Linked DNA regions of Drosophila melanogaster: region 1 is linked to region 2. A link is a contact called in public targeted proximity ligation data. All regions are on one chromosome and are shown on one strand. The core of a region is the stretch at or near the end of the contact, and the rest is flanking DNA. Distances in the headings are between cores, read along the strand shown.

What was found.
Region 1: a contact with region 2 is called in a targeted proximity ligation map of the Kc167 cell line, with 7 times the contacts expected there. A contact is called at or near these places in 59 of 107 Hi-C or Micro-C datasets (the Clone 8 cell line, the D17-c3 cell line, the Kc167 cell line and 20 more) and 4 of 7 datasets of targeted methods (the Kc167 cell line and the S2 cell line).

Annotation. Positions count from the first base shown.
Region 1 is chr3R:26,314,711-26,320,146 of dm6, forward strand. It overlaps osy (oskyddad), which reads left to right and starts at 3,645. Exons shown (of 9, transcript NM_001300613.1): 1 at 3,645-4,263.
Region 2 is chr3R:26,261,165-26,266,118 of dm6, forward strand. It overlaps CG6154, which reads left to right and starts at 1,498. Exons shown (of 8, transcript NM_143214.2): 1 at 1,498-1,822. It overlaps Ald1 (Aldolase 1), which reads right to left and starts at 427. Exons shown (of 4, transcript NM_170262.2): 1 at 172-427. It also overlaps asRNA:CR44321.

The sequences.
Region 1 (5,436 bases), core at 2,395-4,894, 56 kb after region 2:
CAATGGTCTTAGTGGGGGCATTACTTTTTATTTATATTTATACCCAGAACTGCTTTTGTACAGAAATTCCTCAAATTTCTTTGTTGAGAGGAAAACTATTCAAAGCTTGAAAATAGCTACGAAGCTTGTTAATTTCTTATTCTTATTGTTTCGTAATACTAGAAAAATTTTCTTTAAAATATCGAATGACAGAGGTTTATGATAAAGTGCACTTATATATTTTGTAGTTTATGTTTCTCTACACTACATCGGAGTGTGCGGCATTGCGCTAAACCCAATATCACAGTCAGACCCTGTCACAGCTCGACTTGGCTTGAATCTGAGCTTGATACTGCTGTCTGGCTGTCTCCATTCGCTTCGCGTAACCTCAATGTGTTGCCAGGGCCCATCAGAGTCAGCATCCGCATCGTGTCCTTGGCATCCTGCGCCCTATTTCTGCGCGACCAGCACCCACCGCTCAGCATCCCTTTGCTACTCCTTAAACTACCCGAAACGGCAGCTTTGGTCGTATTACTGTGGCGCTTAAAAGGTTAAAACGTTTTTGACTTTGAGCGTCGACGTCTGCAACCAGCAAATCGTCTAATGAAAGCGACTTTTGCAAATGAAATAATTCCGCAGCCATTTTTTTCGCGGTTGTTGTGCTTTTCGCTTTCGCTTTCCATTTCTGGATGTGGCGGGGCTGTGCCATTTTAATTGAGCCAGTTTGTTTAATTATGTGGCCAGTTTGTAATTATGACGCCCGCGTGGGCGTTGAAATTGAATGTGGCGCGGCAAGGTGAGACTTTCCGTGTCAAGAAGCAAAGGTTTTCATTTACGTTGGCTTTAAGGTTTCGCTAAAGGTTTTTAGGTAAAAAAAATTCTTCCAAAAAAAGAGTAATAAAGCAAATTTATGTATTTGTGTTCCCTACAGATCACAAACATGATTGCGTTTTTGATTATGAAGAATTCGGCAAATGTTGTGCAAAAACTCATCATACGCAAATTAAGCGCATTATAAGGGTCATTGCTGGCCAAATGACCTAGACAAGGGCTCAAACTGCTCGTTAGATGAGCCCAAAGAACTTTGTGGTTGGAAAGGGACTGCCAACTCCACTCAAACTTGACCCAGTCTGTGGCCGAGTTTTCTAGTAGCATCTAGGCAGTGTTACCTGTTGCCAGAGCGAGAGGGAAAATGGACCTTAAGTCATTTGCAACTCGCTTTTCTATGGTTTTTCCTTTTCACTTTTCGCTTTTCCTTTCCTTTCTCTCTCTTAAATCTGGGCAAACGACATTCATAATTTTTATTTACTTTCCTTCTCTCATTTTCGTTTCGCTCTTGGTTTTTCTTATTGCATTTTTATGCCCGCTCCCTCGGCGACATGGCGCGTACCACATTTCGTATACTTAATGAGATTTTTCGCAGACATATTTGCAATTTGGTAAGACCAGTGAGTAAAAGTTGGAACCGCAAAATATTCCATCCCTTTGCCGCCGTCTTTGGTTCAATTTGAAAGTTTCCCTCCAGTTAAACCCAGGAGCAACAAAAACTAATTACAATCTCAAGTTGTTTTTTCAACACTCGGCCAACTTAAAGCTAAATGTTGGTTGGGCTACAAAAAGTATAAAATGAAAATTATATTAAACAGTGCCGCTGCCTGCAGTCGCGGAGCCAGTTTAATTTTAGTTTTTCCAACTATTTCTCCTTTGCTGCTTATTCTTATTCGTATCCTTATTGCTGTTTTGTTTGTGCTTTTAACTTGGCACTTTGTGCGCGAATTTATTCTTTCTTTTGCCCGCTGCAAATTGCACCTCTGTGATTATGGCCACTTGGCATCGTCTTCGCTGGGGTTTAGCTACGGCATTTGGCCATTTAAGAGGTGTTCCCGGGATGGTGGCTCTAATGACATTCTTTCCCCCAGCGATGTGCACTAGACACTGTTCATTAGGAGCCATGCCCGCTCGTTGGGCACGAACCCAAGACAACTTTAGCCAATTCGCGATTGGCCGGAGAAAGAGCAGCTGCCGGGATTCCAGATGGATCCTCGGCGTAAGACGGCACCGGAACATCCTTCAAAACTTGCAGCTAATCTCTGCCAGCAGTCCGGCGAGCGTCTCCCCATGGGCAAGTCCAATTCCAAACTCCGTTGGGTGCCTGTGCCCTGGGAAAGCTGTCAATACACGTCTAAAAATTAACTGATTATTTAACTTAAATGTAATATGTCCTGCAATACTTTTACAAATTAAAGAATATCAATTTTGGGTTGTCGAAAAGAATCTTCTACATTACCAAAAATTTTTGTAAGCATTTAATTATAATTTTTCGGCTTCATTCAATTTTTAGACGTGCAGTTCCCACTTAAATAGTGTTGCGTCATTATTCAAAATGTCAATGTCATTTCAGTTTCTTGTGCTCTCTGGCGGGCTCCTTTCTCGCTCAGTGACACTGCAGACTCGTTTTTTGGTGGCTGAAGTCTCAACTCACTGCACTGACAGCTGATGATTTTGGAAGGATAATAGAGGGGTGTCCTCCCGAGATGCCCCGGCGTTTTGTCATGCTTAACTGCCGCTGCTTTTGAGGCCTTCTGACAGTCCCCCCAGTTTAAAGTTTCATCGAAACTGTGAACAATGGTGGCTGGGCTGTGGATTCCAGTGCCATTTTCTGGCCTGCCTTAAATCATAAGCTCAATATTAGCTTTTCCGGTTATTTCAGCCACTTGTGTCCCTTTTCGTATTTACTTGCTATTTGCCGAGTGGTCCGCAATGGCCATCAATTTATTTAACAAATGACAAACGCTTTGCAAATCAAACAACAATAACTAATAGACAGTTTGTTTGCCGTCCGTTTGTCCGTTTATTTTTTGTTGTTCCAGTTATTTAGGTCCCGAGGGCCGCTTATCTTTGAGTCCAGGCCCGAACAAAAAGGCCGCGTGTGGGATCTGGCGTTTCAATCAGACAACCGCAATAATGCACCATCGAAAATAAGCGATATAAATGTGTGTGTCTAAAATACGTTTGCATTATAGCTAATAACCGATTTGCGTGCCCAACGAACATAAGCCAACTCTGAGGTCGGAGGTCGCATTTGGCCGACGGCATTGTTGCTGCTATTATCGCTCGGGCCTTGTGTGTTTTTGTTACGGCACAATGCACCATACATGATAATCTTTTATTAAGTTTTCGTATGGGCAAGTCCTTTCAGCAGGCTAGTTGCACAAGTGAAATTGTTATTTAAGTTATTAAACTTACTAAATACAAAATAAATATTTTTTTAAAAAAGAATTGTTGATTTTTTGTATATCAAAAAGAGAAAGCTAAAATATATAATTTTTATTTATAATATAGCAAGGACATGAACCACGACGCATTGTGCATTGAACGATCAAAGCTCAATTCCCAAAATGATCTGCTGTAAGCTTAGCTTAGCAAAGACTTCCACCGTGACCCAGATCTGTTCCCACCTGTGCTAGTCAAGTGGGTAGAGTTTCGGCCACAGAAGTCCAAGCACTCCACTTACTATTTTTGATCTTTTAGACGCGTCGTTTAGACGGCTTCATAAACGCGGCTATAAACAAGAGACGTCGCTGCCGACGCCGCTGTCGATAAGGCCGATGCTATTTTCGAATTGGGCGATCTGTCAGCGCTACGAAGTCGGTTTTGTTGAGTTGATCAGTTGAATTCACGTCGTCGGCGAGTCGAGAAGCAAAACGCGGAAACGCTTGAGCAAACAAAGCCGAGAACCTGAGCTGAGTGTTAAGATACTTTTAGTGTGGCTTTGCGCGCGGATTTTTCGCGTTGACATAAACCAGAGCACTTTGCAGATCGTAGTTTCTTGCAAGCGTTGTGAATGAGCCAATTTTAGCGGCGATTATTGTGCAGTGCAGCTTTCAAATCCATCTCAGTGTGGTAATTTTTCAGTTGGCTAATTGTGCAAGTAAAACAAAAATTGAAAACAACAACCACGCTTCGTCTAGTCGGCAGTAGTATCTGTGTACGTTTCGGTGTATCTGTATCTGTGTCCGCTCAATCTTTGCTCAATCGCAATCTTTGGGCATTGCCAAAACAGGTTAACTAAAAGCAAACGTGTTCTTTACGTTTCTGTTGACTTTTGCCAGCCGCAAAGCCAAAAGTTAGTCAGCAAAAAATAACAAAACAACAAAAATAAAGGGGGAAAATACAAATTACGAGGAAAATCAATAACAGACTGTTGCCACAGTTCCTGCAATTCGTGGTTTCTCGCCGGAATAAAAGCAGCTGCGGTCCATTTAAGAACTTCAAGGAGCACAGGTAACCGCAGGCCATTGGCCTCCTTCACATTAAAATGCCAAGGGCTGCTGTGGATGCTGAGGGGATTTCCCACTCAACCAGCTCAAGGATGCCCAGATAATGCAGGGCTTCGCATTCCCAAAAGAAAAAACCATTCAGTAAAAACACCAGCTTCGTCAACGACCTGCTCCAATTCGATTTATGCAGCCCAAGGTCAACAGCAACGGCTTTAAAATGCAAACTCAGGCGAAGTTGAATCTCCAAATGAATGCTTCTGCTTTTGCTGCTGCCTTTGTTGCCGCGACTTTTGTCTCGCGTTTTTTGAACTTTTCAGTTTCGGACGACTTTTGTCGAGGCGGTGTAAAGATGTAGCAAATGACTTAAGGTTAAAGCACAGAGAAACCATGTTTAAGAACTACACTTTAAGTGATTTTTTTTTTGGTTTTTAAGTGATATTTGGATGTTACTTTATCTAATACTTTATTTGACTAAACAATTAAATAAATATTTATTGGCAATATATGTAGGTTTTTAAAGAAAAGGTCTGGTTGTAAATTTAGAGTACTTCTGCATATCAGCTGTCCTTCTGCGAAGGGCTCATAACTCTGGCTCTTTAACAGCCGTTTGTAATTATTTAATTTGCTGACTGCAACCAGGCACTTAACCTTTCCAAAATTTACACACAAACCGCAACAATGAGCGTTGCCGCAAGAACAACAACAATAATCGAGGTGACCGCGTTACTTGGTACAATTAAAACCGCAAAACTCGACTCGTTAGGTAACTTTGACCTGCTCAGCAAAAAAAAATTAGTTTTAAACAACTAAAAGCAGAAAGGTTACGATGCACCCACTAAGTTAAACGATTACATTTAAAGAGAAGCGCCCAAAAAAGGAACCCATTAAGCTCTGACTAATTTTTAGATGATGGTTTAACTAATGAAAAATTATTAAATTAATGTTGGTCAAGGCGTGTGCTCATATTAATTATTTCACATGAGTTGCGCAAAACTGGAAATCAAGTGACTAACACTTTTAAAATTTTTGCCAGGAAATCCATAAAGCCGATGAGGAGTATGTAGATCCGCGCAAGAGGTTCTTAAGATCTTGCAAGTCAGAATGAACGACACGAAACTCGCTTTTCGCATTTTATTAAAAATGAACTTAGTCCACAACAACTCAATCAACAATGACT
Region 2 (4,954 bases), core at 248-2,747:
AACACGCCTACAGATTCGCTGCTGCTCTGTAGATTTGGATTACGAAACACCCAGAGAAATGGGAACGATTACGCGACTTTTCAACTGCACTGCCGCCAATGGGGGGAAAAATATCTGAATTTTTTTTAAGGGGCTCAGGGGTTCTGTTCACTGCGTATGACGCCCACTCACCGAACTGGAAACTGAATCTGGGATGTGGTGATTAGCTGCTGGCTACTGGCTGGGTCCGCTGCTGCTGCTGCACTGGAGGAGAGCGGTTAACGCTTTTATTTTCGGCCCGTGTCGCTGCTACTGCCGCTGCCGATGCCTCTGCTACCGCTGACTGCGGCGTCAACGTGAAATTCCAAAGCGAAATAAGCGAGACATGCCGAGCGAGACCCCAAAAGGTTGTTTGGAGGTCGTCGCCGACGGTGTTGGGCAACCGACTGAGCCAAGCGCTTTAAATTCCCAGATCCCCAAACGAAAGGTATCCAAAATAAAGCTCATTCTGGGAGCTTTTAGTGGGGGATGGAACCTAACAGATAAGCTGTAAAACTTATTAGACAGCTTTGAGAAGCTTTAGCTTTCGTTTGGGCGGTAAAAATTTAAATGAAATGTGCTCAAAGCGTATTAACATAATAAATAATTTATCTTAAGATCTCAAACACTATACGATATATATTGAAATAGTATTGAAATGTTAAAAACAATAAAGTGCCACAAACTTAATGTCGCGTCTTGCTGGATATAGTCATCCCAAATCATCCTCATCAAGTGAACTATATGTCTTGCCAAGCTTTCTTGCCCAAAACTATAAAAAAGCATTAAAAATGAAGTGTTATCTTTGCAAGTATTTGTATCTTTTAACCTGTCAACAACATTTCCTATTCTACTTATGCATTGAAAAGAGGGTAGAATAATTAATTTGGTGTATTTTAACCTTAATTACGAGCGACCTGCTTTACTTGGGGCGGTCAATGAATTTTTCGTGACCATCAGCATCAGGCGCTCCAGCGGCAGCGCAACAAAAACGAGGGGTGCCAGAAGCAGCAGCTAGGATAAGCGACTTTCACGCCATGCCTGACCTCCTGCAATGTTAAAGGACTCAACCCCCTGGCACTGGAAACAGCTGATTGAGAGCGCAAACTTTGAGAAAATATCCCCCTATTCTGCCATACAATCTGTTCGAGCGAAAGAGAAAATCGTTTCGCTCTTTAAAATGTCCTAATATGACTTTGGCACAGTTTTCTGAATGAAAAGAATGACTGTGGAACGGGTTATAACATTTAAAGGATTTTAGATATTTCATAGACTATCTATGCTTAGGTTTCTTTAGTTAAAGTGATACAGTTGCTAGATATATATGAAATAATATGCTTACCTAATGAAGGAACCTTAGCCACAGTGCTCTTCATTGTCCTCGCTCTCTTTGTGCCTCGTGGCTTCGTCCTTCGTCCTGTTTCGGTTCTCGTGCCTGCCTCACTCGCTTCCCATTTTCGTTTGGGGATTCTGGTTCAGTTTTCAGTTCGAATTCGTGCGTCGGTCGGTCGAGTTGTGTGCCAAACGCTCGGCACCTGTCGCCCAACACGTGTTGCGTTCCACTTGCGCTGCGCGTCTCCTTCGCACACCCGCGTACACCGCGGCGTATACGCTACGTACTGTGGTGCAGCCAAAGCGAAATAATTTCTGATTATTCTAGTTATGTGAACCGAAAGTGGAGTGCATAAGAGTCTGAAATTCAAGCACCAGCTGTGTTTTAACTCATATTAAATTAAAGAGGAGATACGAAAAAGAGGAGTGAATTTGTGGTTCAGAAGAATGATAAATTGTTTTCCCAGTTTTGGTAAGAAACGATTTGGTTCGATTTGGTATACTCATTAAAAGTTGATGTAGATCAGATTATAAAGTATCTTTCAAAAAACTACAGAAAAATGTTCATTTCTAAAACTAATATTGATGGAACCCTTTTTTTTGCTTTACAATAAATGGCAAGATTAAAGATTAGGGCAAAATAGCTAGAAAAGTTTTTGATCAACTATAGTTAGGTTATACTATATTTCTATTTATCTAGTCTTTTTGTTAAAGGACATTTGAAATAGTTTTTTCTTAAATTCCATTTTTCTTCTTATAAGAGTTCACGAAAACCAAAAGAATGTGTGCAACAAAGAATGCAAAATAGTTTTCCCGGGGCTTGCTGAGTATTCAGCATACATACCAATATGGGTTTCGTATGCAGATTTCTGCCAGCCAGAGTCATAATATTGAGCAATTGATGAGAGCGCGTTTAGCTTGGCTTTGTGGCACTTGGCTCATTAATATGCGGAAGGCGACACAAAACACTCCCCCACGCCTCCACCCACACATATACAAACACACGCACACACACACAGGGAAAAGCCTCCCCTTCCCTAAACTTGTGTCTGTGTTTTGTCTCGTCCTCATCTGCATTTGCCCAAAATGAGAATGAGTATCCCATAACCGACTGAACAGCATCCTGCTTGCTGATGATAATGTTGATTCCTGCCTTCCGCAACAATTTGCTTTGAACCTAATCCGCCCCTTTTTCTGCCACGCCCCAGTAGCTATAGCTTAACCAAAATTCGAAATTCATACCAGTCTCCGGCTCACATTTCACTAGCTTTTGTTGCGGCATTTATAAATGCTTGTTACCTTTTCCTCTTTTCATTTTTAGTCTTGGTCGGAACAAAGTGTTTATGGTCTCTGGCAGTTTGAATTTTGTATCTTTGTTCAGGAATCCCTCTTGAAATGATACAAATTGCGTTTTCCTATTATTCGTCAGCCTAGATTTGCAAAGCTATTTGGAGATTGAGTTCAATTAAATAGAGAACGTCATTCAATGGAGCAGTATCCGATATGAAATGAAAATGTAGGCATTGCAAACTAATTACTTTTTACTCGATGGGTAAACATTTTTGATTGAAAAATTGTGGATAAAATCTTAAGCATACAAATTCCCAAAAATAGATGTTTCTATTCGAGAATACATATATTGGCTTGTTAGTTTTAAAAACAAATTCAATCGGATGACAACTTAAATGTCTGTACTAAAAAATACTATGTGCGAGTGCTATGTCCAGCATGTTTAAAACAAAAACTGCTCAATAATTTGACATCTGCTAGGCCATTTTTTCTCAAATTTCTTATGGTATTTCGCAACATATGTCGTTTTATTTTGGGTCAACCAATTCTTTTGAGGGATTCATTTGTTTCTTACGCGTGCAATTGGCCTCCACTCGAGCCTAAATTATGCATACAAAAAAAGGGAAATAAAAACAATAAAGGGGTGACCTGAAGGCGAAGGTCGAGGCAAATCAAACAAATGGCAAGAAACATGAAAATGTTGTAAAATAATTTCAATTCATTCTTAGGCCATTCCGCATGCCCCTAGGTTGGTTGTCATTCCATTGGCATTTGTGCGGTTTGCTCTTGCCGCTTTTCCGGTCCTCGGAAAAATCCCATTCAATTTTTGTGTTCAGTTTCGCTTGTTTGCGGACAAACAAGAATGAGCGAACAAACAACGATAGAAGCACAATACACCGACACATGTATGGGACATCCTTGTTAAAGTTTGATTTGAGCCCTTTGTATTTCTAATGTTATTTTATTTCGCCATATGGGTCCCGTTTCTTTTAATTTATGTATATATCTACTATATGCATATGCATTGTAAAAAAGTTTATATTTTCGAATGTTTAGGCATGGTGCTCTTGTATGTTATATATATGTATATCAAGAATAGCATATCATAGGTATTAGCTTATGAAAGTAGATATTTTTGGTATGTAAAATTTGTAAATCTACCTTAATTAATCATAACAAGCTAGCTCATATTGCGCACGTATGTTAACATAAATACTCCTGCTCAACGTTTTGGAAAATAATCTTCTAGGAATTAATTTGGGTTTGTTCGCCACCCACTTAGGGAATTTGTCTGGTCATGCGATCAGCTGCTATTACCAAGACTTTTAATGATACGTTTTATTATCCTTGTAAAATTGAATAACCATAAACCAGAAGAAATTTCAGTATGGCCTCCAGCAACTTTGGCATTATGGGTGGGAAGCCTTATCGCAGTGGGCGGTGGCATTCTTGACGAGCTCACAAATCCCAAAACCTCCTTGAAGCTCCCCACATTTCTCCAAGGGGTGGTGGTGGGTGCTTTTCGCATTGACTGTTTGCTACAATTCGCTAGTGAATGGAATTTAGAGCTGAATAAAAGGAAGTTGGGGGTCTGATTATAAATAACGTAAAGTAAGCGCACATGAATGCATTTTGATTGTCTGATGTAGTTTACGGCACGTTTCCTTTATTTTTTGCCGCTTCTGCTGCTGGAGTTGTGAGGCAAAATGGAAATGAAAGACGACAAACTCGCCCGCCAGTATCTGTGGGCGATGGGGGCGTGGCGACTTCCTTAAATGGTGCACTAATGTAGAAAAGAAAAGCATTTTTATATTTATTTGCTTGCCACTTTGCATGGAAATTCCAACTGCAACGAGGACATCGCATTTCCTTACTGCAATTTTCCAACGCGCGCACTCCGGTTTCTTCATAGCCACCCCACTGTTTTCCTTATTTTTCCCATACTTCCTACTCGTCTCGCTTTCTTTTCTTCCCTACGTTCGTTATTTTTTTGAGGCCATACAAAATAATGTTTCATGTTGCAATAAATGTACGATTCAGTCCGCGCACCCTTGTCATTTCCCAGGAACCCCCATCGTTCGTTCCGGCATATCCCTACACCCAAGCCTGGTACTCGGCAAAAAATGCATATATGAAATAAAGGCAGGGCACATTCATTGCTCATACGCAGCGTTGTACGCAGTTATCCTTGCGCTCATTTCGTCCTCCCCTGTCTGCATTTGTATGGTGCTCACTTTTGAGCAGAATGCGATTTATTAAGCCACCAGCCATATTTAATATTTCTCAATGGGACTTAAATTAGACACAACCTGAT